Linked DNA regions of Mus musculus: all the other regions are linked to region 6. A link is a contact called in public Hi-C and HiChIP or PLAC-seq data. All regions are on one chromosome and are shown on one strand. The core of a region is the stretch at or near the end of the contact, and the rest is flanking DNA. Distances in the headings are between cores, read along the strand shown. Region 1 holds the start of Gpr3 (G-protein coupled receptor 3). Region 2 overlaps Wasf2 (WAS protein family, member 2). Region 3 holds the start of Map3k6 (mitogen-activated protein kinase kinase kinase 6). Region 4 holds the start of Ptafr (platelet-activating factor receptor). Region 5 overlaps Ptafr (platelet-activating factor receptor). Region 6 holds the start of Fam76a (family with sequence similarity 76, member A).

Region 1 (4,169 bases), core at 1,118-3,617, 290 kb before region 6:
CTTTGTAGACCAGGCTGGCCTCGAACTCAGAAATCCGTCTGCCTCTGCCTCCTGAGTGCTGGGATTAAAGGTGTGTGTCACCACCGCCCAGTTTTGTTGTTTTTTAAATATGAATGAGGTTCCGCATGGGTTCTGGGAGCCAACCTTGGGTCCTCTGGAAGAGCAACACATACTTTTAACTATTGAGTTATCGCTCCAGTCTCATACTTGAGTGTTTTTGTTTTGAGACAAGGTCTCTCTGCATAGCCCTGGCTGACCTGGAACTCACTCTGCAGACAAGACTGGCTTCAAACTCACAAGATCTGCCTCCCGAGTGCTGGGATTCAAGGCATGCGCCTCTGCCTCCTTTGTTTCCCTCTCCTTGACTGTTCCTGTTATGTTTCATCAACCAACAGATAATAGTAACTGAATACCAATTACATATCAGGCACTGTCCCTAGCACAAACCAAACCTAGGCATTATTGTCACATGCCTTATCCTACAGTGGGACAGCCTCAGACTCCAAGCAAACAGTAAAAGGGAACTAGGGAGAGTATTTTGTTGCAGGAGTTCTGCACACCTGAGAAGATAACAAAGCAAGGAGGGAAGGCCAGGGGAAGGTTAGTCGGTCATTTGTGACCGGTCAGGAAGCCCATTTATGGATGAAATGGCTAAAAGGAGAGTTCTGAAGGGAGCTTGCCCATAGGAGCCTGCAGCAGGAGAGCCCCATCTAGCCTGGTCCCACAAAGGCAGAGCCTCCTGTGACCACTCTTCATTTTCTTTGTGCCCTCCTGTGTTTCCCTGACATCCTCTACTGGCCAGATACACCACTGACAGCCAATATACAGCCCCGTGCTGCTAACGGGCCAACTGCCCCCAGCAGTCCCCAGCCGTTTAGACATGAAAAAACAGCTTCAGAGAGCCTAACAGGGCCTCAAAGTCACAGGGTTCGGAAGCGTGGATTAGGCTTGGAGGCCTGACCTCCTCCACCAGCTGAACTCCCCATATCCCGCCCAAACCCTGCCAGTCTCCAGCCCATGCTCTGTCATCTCTGTGAGGCTATGACGCATTCCCTGACTCCTGGCCTCCTTCCTTTCCTCAGCCTCAGACCGACATCCGACCCCTGACTCCCATCACCCTCCTAAAGTCTTGAACATTCCAGAGACGATCAAAGGGAGAAAGGACAGTACTGGTGCCTAGGGTTAGATCTGATGGGGCATTTCCCTAGGGATGGCGCAGGCAGGTCTAGTAAAGAGCAAGTTTTCTTTCTGCCCCACCCCCTGGGGTACCTAAGCCGGTGCTCAGGAAGGCTGCTCTGAGCACGGAGCTGCCGAGTCCTTCTGCTTCCAAGTTCTTCCCGGCTCCCTATCTCCTGCTGCTTCGGGGAAGTGACCACCCCCGCCCCCCCCCAGCCCTCGCTCTGGCTTTTCAGATCCTTGAATAAATAATTGAGGTTTTGAAATCTTGCCAGGCGCACCCTCCCATGCAGAGAGGACGCTATTGGGTCCACATGAGTGACGTCACCCAGCTCCTTATTCCAACCCCAACATCACGGGACCTGTCCTGACAGCAACTTACCTGCTGGGTCGCTGTCCAGTCAGACTTCCTACCCTGTTCCCTCACTCTGGGGCCCACACACAAGTCATTTGGTCTTTACTTCAGGACCCCACAGCTCTCATTTAGCTTCGTCACCTCAGTCCTTTATAGCACTTAACAGGGTCACAGTGACCTGAAGTTCCTTCACCTGCACACTCATCTCCAAAGCCTTGTCACCACTTCTGTTACCCTAGGGTCCCCGAGCTCCATCATGCTGCAGTCATCCTGACAATGCTGTGGCTGTCCTGAGGAGGCCTACACCCCGCTACCGTCAACGTCCCACAGCCGCCATCCTCCAAGATCCTGTCACCGTGCTCATATCGTCACAGCCACCCACCTCCCTGCTCCCTCGTGCTCCTGTCACCGTCGCCTCGGGGCCCTATCAGAGGCAGAGCCTGTCATCCTCACCGGGGACGCCCATTTCGCTCCATCACCTGTCTTATGTCAGCTCGTTTCTGCCACCGAAGGTACTCATCACCCCCGCAGACTATCCCAATCCCTTGACCTCTTCCCACATCCTCTGTGACCTCCCCGAGTCTCTTTTAAGGCTCTCCCACTAGTGTCCCCAAAACCCCCGACCCGCAGAGGGCGCCGCGTCAAGGACAGAGAGCCGGCTCCGGAGGGGGCGGGGCCGCGGCCACGGTCACTTTTTATGAATGGGGGAGCGGGCGGCGCGAGGCCTCATTACTATGCCGCGCAGCACGCGCTGCGCTCCAGCGCGCAGCGCCCATTGGCCTGCTGGGCTTCTGGCGTCACCAAACCGGTGGCCGGGGGCGGGGCGGGGCGGGGTGACTCACGCCGCGTCTCCCGCGGCCGCGGGGGCTTCTTGGGGTCCGCGCACACCTTGCTCTGCCAGAACCTGAGTGGAGGCGCCCCGCGGCCCGGCCGCACCCGGTCCTGAGCCACCGGTGAGTAGTGGGCCCTGCCGCGGGTACCCGGAGTCTGGGAGGACACAGCGTGCAGGGGCGCCGGGCCGGCGGAAGGCTGCTTGCCCCTGCTCAGGGTCGGGGGGTCGTACCTGGGACTCTGGATGTGCAGAGTCTGCATAAGCAGGCAGCTCCCCAAGTGTTCGGGTGCTCTCGAGTGGTATGATGGGGTGACCCGGCAAAGGGTGAGCATTCCTGCGGGACCTGAGGCCCTAGAGGGACGGGCGGTCATCTGAGGTTGGGAGAACAGGAGGCGTCTGGGGCGGGCACCTAGACGTCCGAGTAGCGGGTGGTGTCTTATTTGGGGCTTCGGCTATCCAAGGCAGGAGGCGGAGTCAGGCCCAAGATCCAGGTGTCCGGGCAGAAGGAGGGGTCTGACTCAGGAATCCGGCTTTCACCAGGGGGTGTCTGCTACGGAGACCCAGTGGTTAGGAGGAAGAAGGGGGCAGTGTGTGTGGGGTGTCTGTCCGGAGTCAGAAGTCTGGGAGAGTGTAGGGGAAATGAGTTCCCAGGTGTTACCCTGGGAATGTCGAGTGGGGGCTGGCAAGAAGCTGCACCGGCTTTGCCTGGGGGCGGAGCTTGAGGCTGGCAGTGCCCATGAATCGTGAGGGGTCTGGGAGCTTCAGGAACCAAGTCATCGTGTCTGGTGGGAGGGAGCTGACTGCTCTTCTTCTTGACGTGTTTCCCTCCCCTATTCATGAGCCTATTGAGGGCACACCTTGAATCCTGTGCTTCCCCTATTCACTTATGGTAAGCTTTGATTCACTTCTTTGACCACGTGTGGCCAAGAGGTCTTCAGGACTTAGAGGAATGGAGGGGAGGGTGAAGGGACACAGAAAAGGGATCACCGAGAAAAAGGGACCCCTGTTTAGAGGCCTGGAGGCATCAGAGGACAAAAACCACAGGACATGAATTGGGGGTGTGGGGTGTGCAGGACATCCGTACCCTACCTGTTATCCTGACAGCTTTCTTTTCTCGAAGGGCCTCCTGTCAGGATACGGGCCTGCCAGCATCTCATAGGACCTTTCTTCTACAGGTACCATGATGTGGGGAGCAGGAAGCTCTATGGCCTGGTTCTCAGCTGGCTCAGGCAGTGTGAACGTGAGCAGCGTGGACCCAGTAGAGGAACCCACAGGCCCAGCTACACTGCTGCCCTCTCCCAGGGCCTGGGATGTGGTGCTGTGCATCTCAGGCACCCTGGTGTCCTGCGAGAACGCGCTGGTGGTGGCCATCATTGTGGGCACTCCTGCCTTCCGCGCCCCCATGTTCCTGCTGGTGGGTAGCTTGGCCGTAGCAGACCTGCTGGCAGGCCTGGGCCTGGTCCTGCACTTTGCGGCTGACTTCTGCATTGGCTCACCAGAGATGAGCTTGATGCTGGTCGGCGTGCTAGCAATGGCCTTCACTGCCAGCATCGGCAGCCTGCTGGCCATTACCGTTGACCGCTACCTTTCCCTGTACAATGCTCTCACTTACTACTCAGAGACAACGGTAACTCGGACTTATGTGATGCTGGCCTTGGTGTGGGTGGGTGCCCTGGGCCTGGGGCTGGTTCCCGTGCTGGCCTGGAACTGCCGGGATGGCCTGACCACGTGTGGTGTGGTCTATCCACTCTCCAAGAACCATCTGGTGGTTCTGGCCATCGCCTTCTTCATGGTGTTTGGCATCAT
Region 2 (3,773 bases), core at 1,154-3,653, 260 kb before region 6:
GAGTGAGCTACTGAGTAACAACTATTTGCCATACTCCATGGGCCTGACTAGAATCTTCTACTTTGGTGTGGTGAAACTTCCACTGTTCAGAAAGTATGTGCTTTAGGGGGCAGGAAGCCAGGCGTGGCAGTGCATGTCTGTAGTCCTGGCACTGAGAAGCAGAGAGAAGCATCAGAGGTTCAAGGCCAGCCTACACTATGTGGAGAGAATGGATCACAAAAAAAGAACTATACACGGGGCTGGAGAGATGGCTCAGTGGGTAAGATCACCGACTGGCCTTCCGAAGGTCCTGAGTTCAAATTCCAACAACCACATGGTGGCTCACAACCAACCATAATGACATCTGACGCCCTCTTCTGAAGACAGCTACAGCGTACTTAGATATAATAATAAATAAATCTTAAAAAAAAAAAAAACTACACACAAAACATTTAAAAGGATGGTCTTAAGACAGCCTGGTGTATATATAAGCTCTAGGACACCCAGAACTACATAGAGAGACCCAATCTTTCTTTACACATACACACACACACACACACACACACACACACACACACACACACACACAGTGAATCAACCAACCAACCAACCAACCAAAACTTCTGAAAGACAATTCTACCCCTTGCCTTTCAAACTCCAAGGGCACATCTATATCAACCACCACCACTGAGGGCACAGGTGTCTAGACCAACCGTTTTTAGTTCCTTTTAAAACATGCTTTAGATTTATTTTATTTTTATTTAATGTGTGTGTATGCGTGTCTCTGTGCACATATGTGGGTGCCCATAAAGGCCAGAAGGGGGTGTAAGAGCACACGCAGCTAGAGTTACTGACGGTTGTGAGTTTCTGCTCTAAGTGCTGGGAGCTGAACTTGCAGTAGCAGCAGATGTTCTTACGGGTTGAACTGTCTCTCCAGGCCCTGACAGCAACATGTTTATAGTAACCACTGCTTGTTTCTGTTAGGCCAAGTCCAGATAACTGAGAGGAAGGAGATACTAATTCTGGCAGTATTAGTATCAAAAAAAAAAAATAATACAGTTTCCAGAAAGATGAAACATCTCAATATTATTTGTCAATCCTATCCCACCATACAAACACTGTCTCATATCGTTTTCAGTACTATGAGGTATGTCAACCCTTTCTATCACACACTATCCCCAAACTCAATCAGACTAAAGAGTGACAGCCCTGGGGCAAGCAAGACTCCATATCCTTTACTAGGACCAAGGGCAGATATTCTTCTTGATCTCTGTGAGACGCTACCAAGCTCCTATTTGGGGCTCGAGGGACAGACCAGTGTCCTTGAATTCAAGAGGTACACACACACACACACACACACACACACACACACACACACACACTCTGCTTTTCAGTGTACCCATGCCTGACCGCCAGCACCCACGTCTAGCTACCTGTAACTACTTTTTATGGATACAAGCAAGATAAATATTCCCTTTCTACTTCTGCTCAGTTGGTCTGTTCAAGATGACATTAGCAAATCGCCAGAGGGGAGGACTCTAGGTTGTCTTTAAACCTACCATCTTCCTTTCCCATGTCTACCTACACCAGGGCTGGTCCTTACAGAAGAAACCATCCAAAGGGTGTTCAAAATGAAGGGACCGGCACTCACGTGGAAGGACACCAATACTCCCCACACTGTGATCCCCCCCTCCCCAGCAGCCAGTATGAGGCTGGTCCCATTAACTTGCCCAAACATCTGGTAATTTAGAGTTTTCTGAGAAAGTGGAAAGCCGGTTAGAATGTGGCCCCTGGGAATCCGTGTGCAGGACTGCCTGCTAACAAGTCCTCTTGCTTCTGTAATAACTAAATTCCTTGGATGGAATCCAGATGGACTTACTTTTCCCAAGTTAAACTTTGCAGCATCAATGGTACAGCAAACTTTCAGTACATAGGAGACGCGGCATGTCCGTCAGAGACCAGACAAGAATGAGCTAACGGTCTCTGCTGGGGTGGGCAGGGAGTTCAACAGTATTCTCTCTCTGATACAGATATTATCTTTAGAGATTTTAGACAATGCAGTTTTTAATCACACACACAGAGAGAGAGAGAGAGAGAGAGAGAGAGAGAGAGAGAGAGAGAGCGAGCGCACGGTTACCTGTAAGGACTGAGATTGTTAAGAGGGGGAGGAGCGTCACAGCTGTTATAGGTCTCTAAGACGGGCACCGGGAGAGAGTTCCTGTCAAAGAGCTTCTGGTCTTGGGTGGTAGAACTTCTGAAGGCCTTCCGAGTGTTGATTCCTTGTAGTGACACTGAGAGAAGGAAGATGGAAGGCGTTAGAAAATGGACGGCAGGCTATTTGAGCAAACACTGAGTCACACCGTCGGAGACGCCTCAGCTGCTGCCTTTCTTGGCAGCCAGGTTTTTTTTCCCTTCCCCCTCTGGGGAAGCCCCACGAGGCTGTCAGCAGCCCAGCCATTTCATGACTGAACAGATGAAGCAACACAAAGGTTTACTATGTGGCCAGATCTTGCAGGCCTCTCCATGGGTGAAATGAGTCTTCCAAGTACTTTTATGGTAGCAAAATACCACTGAGGGAAAGGAAACGTGAGAACAAGGGGACTGGGGGGATGGCAGTGTGCTGTGTGGTAAAGGGAAAAAGGTTTCTTTACACCACCTAGGCTTATGTCGCTTCCAAGTAGACGTATATCAGTCTCTCTGATCTCTCCTCTTGCTTTGTAACAAACCAGGGCAGGATTCTGAGGCACTCCTCGGCAGAGCCTGCAGCTCTGGCTAAGCCTCCTTACCTTCTTCTTCCTTGGGATCCAGCTGAGTGACTTTAACTTGTACTCGGTCAACCCGCTCAGCAAGGGAGTTTACTCGGGAGGCAAAGGCACTTGCCTGAGTACAAATCTCTCCGAAAATGTCCTCTGCATACTTACCTAGAAAGGGCAAACAGAGCAAGTCACTAGTGCACAGGAGTGAGAGGAACCAGCCCAAAGACTAAAGAGTATATCGTACCCCAAACACACACACACACATGCTTGTTCTTGGAGAAAGAGACAGTTTCCATAGCCTGGTCACTCTGTGCTTATATAGTCCATAACTAATAGAACCTCTTTGGCAAATTCTGAACAAACATGAAATTAAAAGCAGGTTCAACAAAATCGAAAGGTGCAATGTCAACAAGTTAGTCCCGGAAAAGCAGCCAGTGTATGCAAACATTTGTCCTTGGCTCTCACCCTCCTGTTCTGTAAAGCACCTTGTAAAACGGCTCTGAGAGCAGCCTGAAAGTTAGAGCAACAACTAGGCGTCCATGCTTAATACACTAAATTACGTCCTCAGTTGAATTTCAAAAGCCCACTGAAAACCAAGATGTGGGTATCTCTAAGGGGCCTGAATTTTCCCACCCCACACAGAGATGCCAAATTTCTTCTAAGGGTGAAAAGGTCACCTTACATTCTCTAACCCACAGCTTTCAAAGTCTTTGCTCCAGGTTACAATCCTTCAAATCCACACCCCAGGGAACAAGCGAAAAGCTGAGATATTCAAGCCCTCCCTGAAAAACAAGACACCACTGGTCTTTTTCCACAAGGTCTCACTTTTTAGAATAAGAAAAGAGTTCTGTACTTTCAACCCTGAATGCAAGGAGAATTTGTAGCCAAAGAAACCGCCATGTGGAATAAATACCTCCACACTGTTATTCTGAGCCGCAAGGGATGGGAGAGGTATGAGGAGTAAGTCTCCACACCTCGGATGCTCACGCACAAAGGGAAGGCAGCCGTAAACGACTGCCCAACCTGACGAGAGTTTGA
Region 3 (3,784 bases), core at 1,120-3,619, 320 kb before region 6:
TGCTACATGGTGCTGAGGGTCACACTGATGTCAGAGACAAAGGAGGAGGCTAGGAAGGTTAGTAGGGGTCAGAGGTTATAACGTTGGCATGAGGGGTAGATTCTGCTCACCGAGTTCTTCTGGAAAACATCCTCCTGCAGGAGGCAGACAATCAGATACTGGCATTCTGGGGTGGCCTCACCCCAACCCTGCACCTGTCTTCCCAGCCCCCAGCCCCCTGGCCACTTACACGAAGGGCCTGCAGATCAGGGAGCTCTGCCTGGGAACAGAGGAGCACGTTGTTGGTCATGCTGAAGCTCTCACGCACGCCGAGGTGGTAGAACAAGGAAGGCTGTGCCAGGGAGCTGCTCACCTCCAGCACCACTACATCTGTGGACACAGAAGTGTAGGCCTGAGCGTGGAAGCCCACCTCAGTGGCAAAGGAGCCTGGAGATGCATGCCACGTCAAGTGCCTTGCCTGCACCTCATGCCAAAGTCGGTGCTGCTCTCGAGAGCTTCCCGGGGTTTTCACAGTACTCTTATTGGTGGTGTTACAGGAGATGCCCAGGGACCTTCATCCCACTGAGCACTTCCAGGTTATGTAGGAGACAGGAACTTTGCAAAAAGAAGTCCCATTCTCTCTCTCTTTCTCTGTCTCTCTCTCTCTCCTCTCTCTCTTGTTTTATTTATATGTATGTGTGTGTTGGTGTGAGTGTATGATAGAAAGCGGCATCAGGATCCTCTGGAGATAAAGTTACAGGTGGTTGTGAGCATGCACACCCCGTGTGCATGCTGGGAACCTCGGGTCCTCGGGAAGAGCAGCAAGTGCTCTTAACCTCAGCGCCATCTCTCCAGTCTTGAAGCCAGGGTCCTGAGGGTGATCTGCATCATCGTGTGTGAAGACAACGTCGTGCTTTTATGTGTGTTTGTGTAGCTTACTGTATCCAGCCATCTTTAAGTGACAATGTCCGCAAGGGAGGGACTGTATGAGTCAACGCAGATGATTCCACTTTATCTGTGGTCTGACCGGGTCAGCCTTCATTTTTAAGCTACAATTTAGCAGATGTCCAGGATACAAGGCTCTCTGACTCGGAGATAAACAAATAGGGATGAGGTGGAGCATCCGGTAGGTGGGAAAGAGAGGAATAGCTATCTTCCGACCTCACCCTTGGACTCCCTGTATCTCCTCTAGACCCACCCCTGCCCCACCCATTTTCTTTCGACTCCTAGTCTCCAAATACAATCCCTTTCTCCTATAATCCAGTCCCGAAGAGTTGCCTCAGTACTTCCTTTCCCGCCCCTTTAGTCCCATGTGGGATGTAGTATGCTAGGACTTATCAACCCCAATCCTGCAGAGATGGCCCCTTGCCATAGACCGAACTTCCGTCTCAGGCCTGATTCACCCTCAAAAGTCCAACGTGAGATCATCCTGAAAAAGAGTTCTCCCGCTTACGCAGGGAAGCGCAGCTCTGCCCCTCCCTCAGCCCCGCCCCTCCCCAGCCCCGCCCTTAGAGTTCGCCTGCTCCGCCCCACCTGCTTGGCACCACGCTCACCGAAAGATACTTAAACTCCGGAGCCAGGCCTGAATCCCCAGATCCAGCCTCAAGCCCATCACATCCATAATCCACTAAATGCCCTGTCGTTACTGCCTTGTCTCAAGTTCGGCTTTAGTTTACCGTAAATTCCCTAGACCTGGTACCCACACCCGCCCCGTCAGGGTTCTAAAGCTCCGCCCCTTGCCCCGCCCAGACTCAAGCCCCGCCCCGAGACGCTCACCCGCGTTGTAGAAGGAGTCCAGCGCAGCGGTGTCGCCTAGCGCCAGCGTCGCAAAGGGTAGGCTGCGTAGCTGCGGGGGTGGCCGTGTGCCCTGGAGCTGAGCGCAGGCCTCGCGCAGGCATCGCAACGGCAGCGGCTCTGCCTCGGTTCCCGACCCGGGCTCCACCCCGAGCCCCGGCTCCCGGGTCAGCACGTAGACCACACTGAGAGGCCGGCTCCGCGCGCAGCCCCGACCCGTGACCGCAGGAGACGAGCGGCCCCGGCTCAGCGCCTCCGCCAGCGGGTCCTGCCAGCAGCTGCCCGCCCGTTCTAGAACCCCGGCCCCAGGACATGGCCCCGCCATGCGGGGGCGCTCAAGCGCGGGGCCCCGGGCGCGGGGAACCCGGGACAGGGCACGAGGCTGAAGGTGTGGATCCAGTCGGGATCCGGAGATGGGCTGGACGTCCTGTTCCGGAACTCTTAAGTCCAGAAAGACTTCTTTGCTCAATCTTTCACGGTCCTTACAGATCTGCAATCCAGGACTGGGTTCTGGGAATCTGGGGTACCCAGTAATCCTCGGCTCACAGGTCACAGAAGAGTCCTGGGAAGTCAACCGGCAGCGTGCTACACCCAGACTTCTCAAGGGAGCGCTGGCAGTCACTCTGTCCTGCCCTCACATGTAGGCTGGGCCCAGCCCTTTCCCGACTGGGAAAGGCTCCACCCTCGGCCCTGGGGCAATGAGGCTCCCCAGCGGCTCTCCCTCCCTCCTCTCCGGCTAGAACCTCTGACACTGTCCACTTCCGGAACAGCCTGTGCCCCTATTCGGGCCAAACACTGTTGACTGCTTACTGCAAGCGCTCGTAAGACGTGTGCCCAGCCCAGGGATAGGAAACAGGACAGCCCCGCCCTGCAGGGACCTGGTAAATGAATGGACACTGGGCGGGGGAAGGACGGGGGAGCAAAACATTGTGTAGGCGGCACATGTAATGTTCCTGCTGGTAGGGGTCAGAATGTTGACAAGCGCTTTCCTCAGAGCCTCTCTTGCAGTGAAACCTTGTGGACCTTATTGGTCCACCCGAAACTTGACCATGGAGCTGAAAAGCACTTCTACGGTAAACTTCCTATCTACCCTTTGAAGGAACTCCAGAAGTCTCCGCTTTTTGGGTTACAAGGTTATCCCGGCTTCAAATTCACCAAGAAGCTTTAACATCATAGTATGAATCTAAGTTGCTATAAACCTTAGAGGGCCCTGAACTTAGAAATGAGACTTTGAGACTCTGAGGTTAGGGCCATGTTTCATAATCGTTTATTATGGTAGGGCTTGGGCATGAGAGACAGCACAGCTGTAAAGACCACTTGCTGCTCTTTCAGAGGGCCCTGGTTTGGTTCCCAGCACCCACATGGTGGCTCACCATCATCTGTAACTGTAGGCCCAGGGGAGTCCTGGCACTCTCCTGACCTGCATAGGCGCCCAGCACATACATGGTGCACATATATAATTACAGGCAAAAGATGCACATGAAATAAAACTAAAACTTTATAAAAATAATATGTTGGGGCTTTGGACAAATGGACCTTTCAACAAACGGTAGGAAGCCTCTGTTTCACAGCCTTCTTGTCTCATGGAAGGAAAAAAATATATCTTCCTAGGTTTGAACCAATGGGATAGACGAGCAATAGAAAGGGAGAATGTGGCCCATTACAGAGGTTTGGGTAGAAAACACACTTACAAGAAACAAATGGGAACCAAGTGGTGGTGGCACATGTCTTTAAGCCCAGCACTCAGGAGGCAGAGGCAGGTGAATCTCTGAGTTCAAGGCCAACCTGGTCTACAGAGTTTCCAGGACAGCCAGGGCTGCTGAGTGAAACCCTGTCTCATAAAATCAACCAACCAACCAAACAGCAAACAAAGAGTGAGAGAAAGCTGTCCTCAGATGCATCCACTTTGGGCTTGGGGGCCCAGGAGGATTGCGAGTGGGTGGTTGAATCTCTCACCTCACTGCCCCCTAGCATTTCTTGCATCCTTCTAGGATCTGAAGCCCGGAGAAGT
Region 4 (4,309 bases), core at 206-2,705, 360 kb after region 6:
CTGACCATCTGGAGCGCATTCTAGTGCTCTGTCAAGCCGCAAATGAGAGAGCTATGAGTCCTTTATCCCTCAGTATCCCCCAAGTCTTCGGCCAGCAGCTCTGGTTTGTCGGCATCACCCCAAGACTTCCTGCAAGGGAGAGATAGCCAGTACCACACTGGCCTTTGTCCCCAACACCTGAGATTTAACGTGGCAACCTTTTGTGGACCTTTGTACCAGCCACCCAGTTATCAACATCCTCTGCAGTGGGTGTGGTCCCGGGGACCTAGCTCCATCCCAGACACTTTAGCTCAGCCTCCCAGGAAAGTCTGCTGGGGAGATGACATTGATTATACACAGAGAAGGTGTATAACTTCTCCAAAGTCACACAGCTAATAAAGCAAATGGAGGTCTGCTCACAGACCTCTAAGCCCTTGCCTCCCGTCCTCACCATCGCCTCCCAGAAGTTAAGGCTAAGATGGCTCCATCTCACTCTCAGAAAAGAGGGGTTCCCTTGGAGTGTCCCAGCACCTGATCACAGGCCAGAAATACCTACCACTCAGAAGGCTGAGAGAGGGTTAAGGACTAAGACTAGAGGATGGAGAGATGGCACAGGGATTAAGCGCCCTGGACACTCTTGGAAAGGACCCAGGTTTTGTTCCCAGCATCCACACAGTGGCTCACAATCATCTCCGAACTCCAGTTCCAGAGATCTGACCCCCTCTTCTGAACCCCAAGGCGCCAGGCATGCACACAGTGAGCATTCGTACTTGTATACACATACAATAATCCAAGGTTGCCTGTGCTACACAGTGAGTTCAAAGCCAACCTCGGCAGTGTGTAAGACCTCGATGTAAAATAAAAGTCAGGGATGGTGAGATAGCTCAGTAGGTAGAGGCATCTGCTGCTAAGCCCGAGAAGTGAAGCCAATCCCCAGGCCCCACATGGAAGAAGGAGAGAACAGACCGTCACAAGCTGCCCTTTGACCCACACATGTGCACCGTGACACATACATATACACACAATAAGCAAATAAAACGTAAAACAAGGGCTAGTGGCCAAGCATGTGTGTAGCCCTGGCTTTGGCCTGTCGCACAGCCATAAAGCTCTTCTTGAATATTAAGCCTGGCCTGAGAAAGATGCCAGATGGTTCTTTTAAAATCCAGCCACCCATCTACCTTAGTATGACCTGGAGGCATGACTCTGGCCTCCTGAGGAGACCTGTGTAGGGTTCTCCTTTGCCCAGCCAGGGCTGGGACCCTCCTTACCTGTAGGAGGAGCTCAGCCGTAGGCTCTGCTCCCTCCTGGTCCAAGCCTCAGCTCGAGCCTCTGTGTTGTGGCCTGGCAATTGCAGAAGTGAGGAAACAGAGCAAAGCACTGCCAAGTCACCCCTGGGAGGAAACACAGTGACCCAGGGCCCCTCCACCAGATGCCACAGGAACCTCCACACGGACTGAGCCAGCCAGACTCAGTACTGCAGAGGTTTCCTGCAGAGCAAGCAAAGGACAGAGAGGGTGTCAGACAGGGGGTGTGGAAAGGGGCGGGGTGGGGGAGGAGAGGGAGACACACAGAGACACAGAGAGACACACAGAGAGAACCAAAAGAAGCAACAAACAGTTGGCACGAGGAGAGGGAAAGAGAGTCAGAAAGGAGGGGAGAAGGCGAGAGGGGTAGAGGGAGGGAGAACGGCTGATGTAAACAGGAGCGCATGGGAGGAATGAGAGAATACAGAGAGGAGATTCAGGGAGGGACAAGGGAAAGGATGGATGACAGACAGAGAGCAGTCTGCACCGGAGACTGCCCAAGAGCTTGTGTGAATGAACACACCAGCGCATATACCTCTGTAGGGGAGAGAGAGGTGGGGGAGGGAGAAGCCACTAGATGAGGAGAGGGAGCTGGAAGCATAGCTTTGGTCATTAAGACTGGGCAGGGAATCCCTGGTGAGCAAGAAGAACTGGGCCCAAGAAACCCCTGGGAGCCCAGAACCACAGGGCTGGAGGAAGGAGGAAATTTCTCAAGCCCTTGAGCTAGAGTTCAGCTGCAAGTGAGTTCCCGGTAGGAAGAGAGGGTGAAGAGGTGTGGGCAGCTGGGGTAGAAGCCAAGTGAATTTGGTGTGAGAGCATGAGTCAGGTGAGGACTTCCATGTACGCAAATGAGAGAACCCCTTGTTTTGGTTTCCTTCTGCATAGCACTCAGGAGGTCAGCCAGGCTCCATGATAGACGCTGTCTATGGATAGCAGACCCCTCAGGTATCAGCTGACCCAAAGCCCCCTCCTAAACATCAAGGAAAAATGAAGCCGAAAGAGAGGAAAGTCTGTCTTATGGTGAGACATGGCGCCAAGTCTGTCTTGGAGAGCCAAGAAGGCAGGGATTCTGACTCCCCACCCAGTGCCTAGCCTCAGGTCCTGAGTAGCCAAGCTAGCCCCTTGCTGCTGGTCAGATGCCACCGGTGTTCCTTGTCAATGCTAAAATGGTTCCTTACAGGTCAGAGCATCATTAACATGAGCTTCAGCTCCGAAGAACTAAAACAACCGGGTGTGTGGCTCACATGTATAATCCCAGCCCTTAGAAGGCAGAGACCGGGAGTTCAAAGTCATTCGTGGCTACACACTGAATTCAAAGCTAGCGTGGGCTACATAAAATGCTATACAAGAGGAAGAGGTGAGAAGAGGAGGAGGAAAAGAGGGAGACGGCTCATTTGGTAAGTGTGTCTATGACTTGAGTTCAATCAGGGGCCGGGGATGGGGGGATGGGGGAGTCAGAGGTGGTCGTGCATGCCTATCATCTAGCAATGGAGAAGCAGTATGGAGGCTCCCTAGGGCTTGCTGGCCAGCCAGTCTAGCCAAATCACAAACTTCAGGTTCAGTGAGAGATGCTGTCTCAGAAACTAAAGTGACTGTATGTTGGCTATATGGCTCAGAGGGTAAAGGTGCTTGCTGCATAGCCTAATGACCTGACTTCAATCCCTAGGACATGCATGGGGAAAAGGGAGGTGAGGGTCTACTCTGGCCTCCATACTTGCACCATGGAGCACAAAAATGCACAGACACACAGACACAGACACACACACACATACACTAAAATACATAAGACAACGAACAGAGTTGGACATGGTGATTCATGCCTTTAATCCCAGCATTCAGGAGGCAGAGGCAGAGAGGCAGGTAAATCTCTATGTTTGAGGCCAGCCTGGTCTACAGAGTGAGTTTCAGGACAGCCAGGGCTACACAGAGGAACCCTGTCTTAAAACAGCAAAACAAAACAAAACAAAACAACAACAATAAAAATGTTTGCCTGTAACCCTACACACCACACACTCTTTTTTTTTTTTCAAGACAGGGTTTCTCTGTGTAGCCCTGGCTGTCCTGGAACTCACTTTGTAGACCAGGCTTGGCCTCGAACTCAGAAATCTGCCTGCCTCTGCCTCCCGAGTGCTGGGATTAAAGGCATGCACCACCACGCCCGGCTCCATACCACACACTCTTAAGCATCATATAATCTTACACACAAATCCCCTCACCCACCCACCATGACACTTGTGCCTGCCCCCATGTACCTTCTCCAGTTCAGCCTCTACACATAAGCTGCCACGGATCTCTTCTTGTCTTTTTATTTTGTGACACTGTGTCTCCAAAACAAAACATTTTTAATAAAACAAAAGAGGCATGTGGAGTGTTTATATGTGTGTGTGTGTGTGTGTGTGTGTGTGTGTGTGTGTGTGTGTGTGTGTTTTAATTGAAGCTGAGTCTAGTTGTGTATGTGCTTAATTGCAGCATTTAGGAGGCAGAGGCAGGTGGAACTTACTCTGTAGACCAGGCTGGCCTCAAACTCACAGAGATCCAACTGCCTTTGCCTCTTCCTGAGTGCTAGGATTAAAGGTGTGAACCACCATGTCTGGCTTACCAGACAGGGTTTTATATAGCCTAGGCTGCATAGCGAGCTCCAGGACAACCAGGACCACTTAGGCTCTGTCTCTAAAACAAACAAAAATTTGAAAACCAGGTAAGTGACTCATGTCTGTAATCCCAGCATTTGGGAGGCTGAGGAAGAAGGATTACTGTGACTTTGAGACCAGACTTGGCTAATAGCAAGTTTCCAGACACACTGGGCTATAATATGACTCCTTGTCTGAAAGAGAGAGAGAGAGAGAGAGAGAGAGAGAGAGAGAGAGAGAGAGAGAGAGTTAATGAGACTATGCCACATGTTGTATTCTCATCCCCTCCCAGGGCTGAAGCAAGAGGATTGCAGAACAGGCAGAGGCCACCCTGGGCTACATGGTGAGTTTCAGGCCATCCTGAGTAACAGAGAGAAACTCTTTCTCCAAAATAGC
Region 5 (3,966 bases), core at 991-3,490, 340 kb after region 6:
AGAAGCAGGAGGATCTCTGAGTATGAGGCCAGCCTGGTCTACAAAGCAAGTATCAGGACAGCCAAGGCTACATAGAGAAATCTGTCTCAAAAAAAAAAAAAAAAAAAAAAAAGCAAAAACAAAAAAACAAAAACAAAACAAAACCTCCCAAACAACAACAAAGTCCACCCCCTGGGAGACCTGTAGAATAACCTAGAAGTCAAGGGATGGCTGGCTGGTCACACTCCGCTCCTTTGCACACTTTCCCACTCATAAGGCTCGCACTAGGTTATACAACGTGGACTCCGTCACAAAGGGAAGAAAGCTGGTGTCTTACAATGTTGTAAATAGGAGACTCTGTGGAGTGGAGACAATCTGTTTGGCCAGGGGCAACATTTGTGACATTTAGTCTGTGCCAGGGACAGTCCTAAGCAGCTCTAAGCCCACAAAACTGTCTATGACATTGGTAATATGTGTTAGGGTCCAGGATTCTCCTCACAAGCCACACAAACACCGATCACAGTCGGCCAAGGAGAGTGTTTTGAGCACCAGTCCCAGGAACATGAACCAGATTCGGGAACTTAACCCTGACCCCAAGATCCTTCAGGGCTTTTAAGCCCAAATCTGTAAACATCTGTGCCAAGCTATGTCACCGATCAGGATTTAGGGATAGGGGTTTCCTTAGGAACAGGCCTTTGTTGTACACTTATCCTGCTCCCATTGGTTGGGGCATTCAGCTGTGGCAGGGGACTTGCCTTGTCTAATATTCATGTCTACCAGAATGGGACTTGTTTAACATTCTTGTGTTAACTTGCTAACCAGGATGTCAGTTACCCACGTGCATGTTTCTTTCTGCCAAGTAGGAGGTCAGCTCTCAGGGAGGTCTTGGGAACTGGTCTTGGGAACTTAAACTTTACTGGACCACTACTCAAAATGGAAGCTTTATTCCAAATACTTTCTTATATTGGTGCAGATGTCTCTCTTAGGCCAGGGTCTATCCCAGAGACAGCTAATACCATAAAAGCTTATACACGGGTGCAGGAAGTGGTGTGGGATGGTTGGTTTGGGTCCAAGTTTATTGTTGGTAACTATACAAAACAGTTCTATTGGCTTTTATCGTGATTGGTTTCTAAGGGCACAAAACATAACAGAATATGTGATCAATCTTGCTTTAGAAAGTTTCCTAGTAACAGAAGAAACATATGAGAAAGTTTCCTTTACAATGGCAGGCCAGGTAACTGTTACTTAGGCCTTAACATTTTACCTAGGCCTTAACAATATGTATTCTTTAAAAGAAAAGAATCTGAGAGCCGGGTGTGGTGCCCCCCACCTCCCTGCTTGTTCCAGCCTGCTCTCTCCGGGGCATATACCTTTAATCCTAACACTCAGGAGGATCTGACTTTGAAGTCAGCCTGCTCTGCAGAGTGAGTTCCAGCTAGGCACAGAGAGACCCTGTCTCAATAAGCAAACAAATAAATAGCATTTAGACAAATTTTCACTATGCAACCCTAGTTGGTCTGATAACTACCTATACAGCCCAGAGTGGTCTTAAAGTTGTAGCAATCCTCCTGCCTCAGACTCTTGAGTGCTAGAACTACAAGTGTGAGCCACCACACCTGGCCAATATTCCCATTTAAAAAAAAAAAAAAGGTCCAGCAATGTTCCATAGTCTGTCCGAAATCACAGACTAGAGGCTGAAGAAAGGAGCCCTGGCCACAGGGGTCCAAGGCCATTTTATTGCTCGCCCTGTGACATGGCACAAGCTCGCCCTGTGACATGGTACAAGCTTCGGAATCTGAATTATTTGAATCTGAGCACAAATGACTAACGAGTACCTGACTACAGCCTTTCTTTTTTTTTTTTTTTTTTTTTTTTTTGGGTTTTCGAGACAGGGTTTCCCTGTGTAGCCCTGGCTATTCTGGAACTCACTTTGTAGACCAGGCTGGCCTCGAACTCAGAAATCCACCTGCCTCTGCCTCCCGAGTGCTGGGATTAAAGGCATGTGCCACCACACCGGGCTCTGACTATAGCCCTTTAGTAATCAGAGGGAGTCCAACTAAAAGCAAGATTCGACTGCACATTATGTAGCATGAAAGTTCATGAAAAGAGAACCCATTGAAGTGGAGAGGCTCTCCTGGGACCCCAGTCCCCCCCCCCCCCCCAGCCCCGGAGGATTTGCATGCAGTTAACTGGGTGAAGTGACAGGTAAGGTGTCCATGCTCCAGTAAACAACCCTAGCGAGACTCTGGGTCACACACTAAAAAGAGCCCTGAAAGCAGAAGTGGAGTTAGTCAGGAGGAGGGAGGGGATGGAGAGGGATAAGCAGGAGTTGAGGGAGGACCAGGTAGCAAAGGGGGAGGGGTGAATGTGACCCAGTGCCTTTTACACAAGTACAAGAATGTCAATAATGAAACATGTTATTGTGGATAGTTAATATGGGCTAAGAACATATTAGGCTTGGTGCGATGCATTCACACTCTGAAGTGTGAATCTGAAGTGTGCAGGTGGATCTTTACACAAAGCCAGCCTGGTCTACAGAGTGATTCCAGATCAGCCAAAACTACATGGCGAGACCCTGCACCCAAACAAAAGAGACAACAAAATCCTCCACAAAACTCTGGGTAAGGGTGTGGACTGGTGCAGCCATTTCAGAAGCAAGTTGGAAGTCCTTCGTCAAACTAGACAGAAGACCTGGCAACACTGCTTCAGGATATGCAGCCCGAAGAAACTCTGCCAGTGTTGCCAGATGGTTCTGGAGCCCTTCACGCTGACAAGTGAAACCAAGTCTCACAAGCAGTAAGTGCCCCTCCTGGCTCCAGCAGTATTGGCGCTCTGGTTCCCTGGGGTCCCTAGAAACGCAGGTCTGTGCCTGTCTCCCAGTGTCTGAAGTGCCTGATCACGCCTAGTACTTGTGCCTGGGAAGAGTCCCCATGAGGCTTCAGGCTGCATGTGCTATACAAGAGACCTCCAACATCAGGGCTTGGATGGGCTCCTGAACTAGCAGCAGGCACAAAGATGCCTAGAAGAATTGGTGTGGGCTGGTGAGATGGCTCAGTGGTTAAGAGCACCGACTGCTCTTCTGGAGGTCATGAGTTCAAATTCCAACAACTACATGGCTCACAATCATCCATAATGAGAAACAAATAAAGAACCTATGACCAGAGCGAGTGGGGCAGGAGCAAGAGGAAGAAAGGGAAGGGGAAAAAAGAAAAAGAAGAATAGTCTGTGTGTGGGTGCTGATGAGAGTTCTAGGTTTGAATATTAATGACTCCACCCCTACGAGCCTTTTTTCCACATGTAAAACCAGCATAAAAATAATCTATAGGGTGGCTGTTAGGTAGGTAGGATTGTAAGTTTTAAAAATTGACCAAATTTTGCAGGGTTGTGGTGGCACACACCTTTAATCCCATCACCTAAGAGGCAAAGCAGGCAGATTTCTGTGAGTTTGAGGCCAGCCTGGTCTACAAAGTGAGTCCAGGACAGCCAGGACAGAGAAACCCTGTCTCGACAAAATAAAAACAAAAACAAAAACAAAACAAGACAAAAGACCAAATTAGAAGAGAAAAATGTTTATTAAGTAAACATACTATGGTACATGGATATTGCAAACCAATGGCAAGGGAGATATGCATATGATGAAATTCAGAATATACCATATTAACATAGAAACAGAGAATGTTATTTCATTGAGAGCACTAGACACCCATTCCAATGAGCTTAAGGAAGGAAAGAGAAGGAATCCTGACAAGAGAACCTCCCAGGACTCAGGAGAAAGCACTTGGTCCCTCTGGCCCCTTGGAAGCTGTGTCTTCTCGCCAAGTTCTTGTTTCTCTCCAACCTCTGCTTAGCCTAACACATCTGCTTTCTTTGAAAAGCCACTTGTCTGCCAGTCACCTAGGTGGCCACCCAACCCACTTCACATGTAGACACGGCCACAGCTCCCTGAGAGGTGCATCCCAAATCCAGATGTCCAACCCTGGCCCCTCT
Region 6 (4,036 bases), core at 472-2,971:
TCTGATCCTCCTGCCTCCAGTTCCCATGTACTGTGATTACAGGTGTTACTGCTATGCTCAACTTACGGTTTGTCTTTTCATTTATCATAGCCCCTTTTGGCTAATTTGCCAAACAAAGGCAGAGATCATGTCTGGCTTATTGATTGTGTGCATAAGCCAGAATTGTCACATAGTAAATACTTAACACGTTATTCAAGGAGGGTCTGGAGAGATGGCTCAGTGGTTAAGATTACATACTGTTTGTACAGTATTCATGTCAGACAGTTTAAAACTGCCTGCAACTCCAGCCCTGGGGGACTCCATCTAGCCTTGATAGGCACTGCATTCACACACACACACATACACAGAGGCATGCACACTCACAAACACATTTTTAAAAAAAGATTTATTTATTTATTTTATGTATAGGGGTACACTGTAGCTGAACAGATGGTTCTGAGCCTTCATGTGGTTGCTGGGAATTGAACTCAGGACCTCTGCTGGCTCCAGCCTTGCTGGCTCCAGCCCCAAGATTTATTTATTATTATATGTAAGTACACTGTTGCTATCTTCAGACACACACTAGAAGAGGGCATCAGACCCCATTACAGATGGTTATGAGCCACCATGTGGTTGCTGGGAATTGAACTTAGGACCCTTGGAAGACAGTCAGCGCTGAGCCATCTCTCCAGCCCCACAAACACATTTACAAGTAAAAATAACTTTTAAAAAAGGTTTATTGTATGAATGATCATCGATATTTTCTATTCCTTTCTTTCCTCTCACTTCCTATGCCCTACCTCTTTTTCTTTCTCCAGTGCTAGAGATCAAACCAATCCCTAAGTCTCACACACACTAGAACGGACAGATCAATTAGCTCCATATTAAGTGAGGGGGACACAGAGACACACACACAAACTAAAATGTATTAAAGGTTTTGGGTCATGTACAGATGGCCTCCATACACACACAGCCAACCGATCTCAAGAGTATCATGGCCACCGTGTTCCTATTGCCTTTAATTCTAGCTTCAGGTCTCTACTGTTTTACCATTTTACAACTGCCCATCTTTTGTAAGTGCACGTGAGTGCAGGTGCCTGCTGAGTTAAGAGGCATCAGGGATAGCCCTGCAGCTGGAGTTACAGGCGATCTGAGCCTCCAGATGTGGGTGCTGGGAACCAAACTTTGCAAAAGCAGCATTCGGAGCCTTCTCTCCAGCCCATAGAGGACACTCATTTAATATCCTGCTTTTCCCCTCCGCCTGCTCCAAAGATAGACTTTCCTCCTTGGTTGCCAGTGGGTTTAAACTCCGGATGGTCTCGTAGTTCGAATCCGACGTTGCCCGACTGTCACCCCAATCCCACACTCCTTCGGCTAGCGGGAAGCTCCACGGCAACCCAAAACATCACAACTTCATCGAGTATCGCGAGAAGCTCCAATGCTCCCGCAGCCCCCGGAGAGGCGGAGCGAGGGCGGAGCCTCAGCGGGCAGGTGGGCGGAGCCCGAGGGCTTCCGCTATCCTACTCGGAAGACGCTCTTTTCAGGCGGCGCCCCCGCGTGACTGCGCTTTACATAATCGCGGCCCCGAGCGTCACAGTGGCGTAGTCCAACCCGGACCGAATCAGAGCCGTCGGGAACTCCACGTTCCGCCCCCTCCCGCGTGATCGACGTCCACGCGAGCCAGCGAACGGCCTCTGAGCACCGGAGAGCCCGCCCCTGCGCCCGCGGCCCGCCCTCGCCCGCCCGCCCTCCGCAGCCCGCGGCCCGGCCGCCGCCGCCAGGTTGTGCCTGAGACTGTCAGATAAAGCGGCGGGCCGGCGGGAGGGGCGGCGGCGATCACGGCCCGGGCCGGACATGGCGGCGCTGTACGCCTGCACCAAGTGCCACCAGCGCTTCCCCTTCGAGGCGCTGTCTCAGGGGCAGCAGCTGTGCAAGGTGCGCGGGCTGGGGCGGCGGCCGGGAGCTGGGGACGCTCCAGGCGCGGTTCGGAACTCTCGGTCCAGCGAGGACGGCTGCCGGGGTCCCCTCGGGCAGGGTGTGGCCGGCCCGTTTTGCGGACGAGCTGAGCCGGGCCCGCAGAGGACTGCAGGGTACTTGTGGGAGCCCCGGGCGGAGTCCAGGCCCTGGCAGCCGGCGTGTCCTGGTGCTTAGCAACGGCTGGGGTTTCTTCTCCGACCTGGTGAGGTCGCGGGAGGGGACAGCTCCCCTGTTTGTCCCCGACTGGCCCCCCGGGAAGATTTCCTTGGACCGCCTTCTCTTCTGATGTGGTCGTCTTGAGTGTAGAATGACGGTCCAGAGATTTCCCTTGTCCTGGATGAGATTGAACCCCGGAATCAGGTGCTGCTTGTGAGGAGTGTTTTGAACTCTGGACACTTCGTGGGCACTTTACAGCCGATCTCAAAGTTAGAGGTGGCAAGGCTTTATTAGGGAAAATGAAAAAAGTACCCCAACAGTGTCTTGGAACACACACGAACAGGGTGACTTTTTAGCATCTAATTGGTAGCCTTCCTCCTCATCCTAAGCATTTTTTAACCCCTGAAATGCCAGCGTTTTTATATATAACTTCCTCCCACCTCGTCGGTTCAAGAGAGCAACAGTTAAGTCGGCAAGCTCGTGCAGAGTTGCCGTTGACAGATCCTCAGATATTTCAGATACAGAATGTGTGTCTGTGTCCGTCCGCTGTGTGTAGTTCACCTCCCCGCGTCCCCCCAAAAAGATGCCCACATACTTTCCTTAAGCCACTTGGGTTTACTGAGTCCGAAAGATAGTGTTTGAAGGCCCCCTTGGACATAAAAACTTTGATCTAAACATTTTTCTTGTTTGTTTCCGAGGCAGGGTCATATAACTTGTAGCTCTGGCTGTCTTTGAACTCTCAGAGATCTATCTGACTGCCTCTGTCTTCCAAACGCTGGGATTAAAGTCGTGTACTGTTGCTCAGTCTAAGGCTGTATGATTCTTTGTTGTTATTTTTGTTTTTTGTTTTTCCAAGACAGGGTTTCTCTGTATAGCCCTGGCTGTCCTGAAACTCACTTTGTAGACCAGGCAGGCCTCGAACTCAGAAAATCCTGAACTCGGCCTCCTGAGTGCTGGGATTAAAGGCATGTGCCACCACCTCCCGGCTCTTTTTTTTTTTTTTTTTTTTTTTTAAAGGAAGTTCAATAAACAAGACAGCTTTAATCTTTTGCCTTCGTATCACAAGTGATCCTTCTCATTATCCCACAACAGCAGACGGACCAGCTGGACTCTTACCTAGAGAGCTAACGACCAATCTAGAGCTTATTCATGATATATTTGTTTTAAAATCTATGAGTAGTTCATACAGATTCCTACTCCCACATCAACAGCAGGGAAGTGATATGCATATAGAGGAGAAGGTCCAGAGAGTTACATGACTCACCCAGGCCTCTTGCTAGCAACAGTTAGTACCCAGTCTGCAGCTTTTTACTGAATTCAGACTTTCTGCTCCTCTGGTCCTTTTCAGACTGTCTCCTTTCATTTCAGGAATGCCGGATTGCTCACCCTGTTGTGAAGTGTACCTACTGTAGGACCGAGTACCAGCAGGAGAGGTACAGTTCTCCTTGACCTCGAAAGATGTTTTTTGTTTTTCTTGTTCTTTTGTTTATAGTTGTTTTGTTTTGTTTTTGAGATGGTAGTCCAGGCTAGCTTTCTTTTTTTGTTTGTTTGTTTTCTTTTTTGGTTTTTGATACAGGGTTTCTCTGTATAGCCCTGGTTGTCCTGGAACTCACTTTGTAGACCAGGCTGGCCTCGAACTCAGAAATCCCCCTGCCTCTGCCTCTGGAGTGCTAGGTTTAAAGGCAGACTGGCTTTCATTTTGAGAACAGTCTTTATCTTCAACCTCCCTAGGGCTGGGATTAAAAATGTGAACCACCACATCTGCATAGAGAAATGTAAACAGCTCTGGGCGTGGTGAGTCACTTCTTTAATACCAGCAGTTCCATTGGCTCTGAGTGCTTAAGTGAACTGTTCTTCCAGAGGACCAGAGTTCAATCGAGGCACTCTTAGGAGATTCCTTGTAAGTTTACTTCCAGGGGAATCT

The links. A called contact is a pair of places that touch in the nucleus more often than the background predicts. HiChIP or PLAC-seq counts read pairs in DNA pulled down with a chosen protein or histone mark.
Region 1: a Hi-C map of bone marrow-derived macrophages shows a contact between it and region 6, with 32 read pairs. The contact joins the promoter of Gpr3 here to the promoter of Fam76a in region 6. A contact is called at or near these places in 11 of 39 promoter capture datasets (the 3T3-L1 cell line, the SN4741 cell line, embryonic stem cells and 7 more), 1 of 15 datasets of contacts at CTCF or cohesin (large pre-B cells), 12 of 484 Hi-C or Micro-C datasets (Th2 cells, bone marrow-derived dendritic cells, bone marrow-derived macrophages and 7 more), 19 of 115 datasets of contacts at active chromatin or transcription factors (astrocytes, bone marrow-derived dendritic cells, bone marrow-derived macrophages and 11 more) and 5 of 9 other capture datasets (adipose tissue, embryonic stem cells, liver and 2 more).
Region 2: a contact with region 6 is called in an H3K27ac HiChIP or PLAC-seq map of embryonic stem cells, with 2.7 times the contacts expected there. The contact joins the enhancer-like site here to the promoter of Fam76a in region 6. A contact is called at or near these places in 1 of 39 promoter capture datasets (liver), 1 of 15 datasets of contacts at CTCF or cohesin (large pre-B cells), 2 of 484 Hi-C or Micro-C datasets (CD8 T cells and muscle stem cells), 7 of 115 datasets of contacts at active chromatin or transcription factors (acute myeloid leukemia, astrocytes, bone marrow-derived macrophages and 3 more) and 3 of 9 other capture datasets (adipose tissue, embryonic stem cells and pancreatic islet).
Region 3: an H3K27ac HiChIP or PLAC-seq map of microglia shows a contact between it and region 6, with 6 times the contacts expected there. The contact joins the promoter of Map3k6 here to the promoter of Fam76a in region 6. A contact is called at or near these places in 13 of 39 promoter capture datasets (the 3T3-L1 cell line, 3T3-L1-derived adipocytes, the C10 cell line and 7 more), 1 of 15 datasets of contacts at CTCF or cohesin (large pre-B cells), 7 of 484 Hi-C or Micro-C datasets (B cells, bone marrow-derived macrophages, embryonic stem cells and 3 more), 21 of 115 datasets of contacts at active chromatin or transcription factors (the 230-238 cell line, acute myeloid leukemia, bone marrow-derived macrophages and 12 more) and 3 of 9 other capture datasets (adipose tissue, liver and pancreatic islet).
Region 4: a contact with region 6 is called in an H3K27ac HiChIP or PLAC-seq map of embryonic stem cells, with 4 times the contacts expected there. The contact joins the promoter of Ptafr here to the promoter of Fam76a in region 6. A contact is called at or near these places in 17 of 39 promoter capture datasets (the 3T3-L1 cell line, 3T3-L1-derived adipocytes, the C10 cell line and 10 more), 1 of 15 datasets of contacts at CTCF or cohesin (large pre-B cells), 51 of 484 Hi-C or Micro-C datasets (B cells, the Ba/F3 cell line, CD4 T cells and 31 more), 13 of 115 datasets of contacts at active chromatin or transcription factors (the HPC-7 cell line, T-cell acute lymphoblastic leukemia, astrocytes and 8 more) and 2 of 9 other capture datasets (adipose tissue and liver).
Region 5: a contact with region 6 is called in a Hi-C map of B cells, with 5 read pairs. The contact joins the enhancer-like site here to the promoter of Fam76a in region 6. A contact is called at or near these places in 1 of 39 promoter capture datasets (stem cell-derived epiblast-like cells), 1 of 15 datasets of contacts at CTCF or cohesin (large pre-B cells), 1 of 484 Hi-C or Micro-C datasets (B cells), 3 of 115 datasets of contacts at active chromatin or transcription factors (intestinal villus epithelium, large pre-B cells and microglia) and 2 of 9 other capture datasets (adipose tissue and liver).

What each region holds. Positions count from the first base shown.
Region 1 is chr4:133,210,734-133,214,902 of GRCm38.p6, reverse strand. Gpr3 (G-protein coupled receptor 3) reads left to right here and starts at 2,367. Exons shown (of 2, transcript NM_008154.3): 1 at 2,367-2,484; 2 at 3,539-4,169. The coding sequence starts at 3,544.
Region 2 is chr4:133,184,096-133,187,868 of GRCm38.p6, reverse strand. Wasf2 (WAS protein family, member 2) reads right to left here. Exons shown (of 9, transcript NM_153423.6): 3 at 2,766-2,900; 4 at 2,117-2,270. Among named protein-coding and RNA genes, the nearest start is that of Mir7017, 9.7 kb to the left of the region's middle. Within about 2 kb of position 2,403, at least 193 of the 459 cell types and tissues checked have an H3K27ac peak or open chromatin away from gene starts, as enhancers often do. A contact at or near this core is called in CD8 T cells, acute myeloid leukemia, adipose tissue and 8 more, where this site is marked.
Region 3 is chr4:133,239,403-133,243,186 of GRCm38.p6, reverse strand. It overlaps Map3k6 (mitogen-activated protein kinase kinase kinase 6), which reads right to left and starts at 2,369. Exons shown (of 29, transcript NM_016693.5): 1 at 1,756-2,369; 2 at 230-369; 3 at 111-134. The coding sequence starts at 2,098.
Region 4 is chr4:132,561,213-132,565,521 of GRCm38.p6, reverse strand. It overlaps Ptafr (platelet-activating factor receptor), which reads right to left and starts at 1,455. Exons shown (of 2, transcript NM_001081211.2): 1 at 1,248-1,455.
Region 5 is chr4:132,582,250-132,586,215 of GRCm38.p6, reverse strand. It overlaps Ptafr (platelet-activating factor receptor), which reads right to left. Exons shown (of 2, transcript NM_001081211.2): 2 at 3,533-3,966. Among named protein-coding and RNA genes, the nearest start is that of Ptafr, 20 kb to the right of the region's middle. Within about 2 kb of position 2,240, at least 15 of the 459 cell types and tissues checked have an H3K27ac peak or open chromatin away from gene starts, as enhancers often do. A contact at or near this core is called in B cells and microglia, where this site is marked.
Region 6 is chr4:132,920,236-132,924,271 of GRCm38.p6, reverse strand. Fam76a (family with sequence similarity 76, member A) reads left to right here and starts at 1,721. Exons shown (of 9, transcript NM_145553.2): 1 at 1,721-1,914; 2 at 3,481-3,545. The coding sequence starts at 1,834.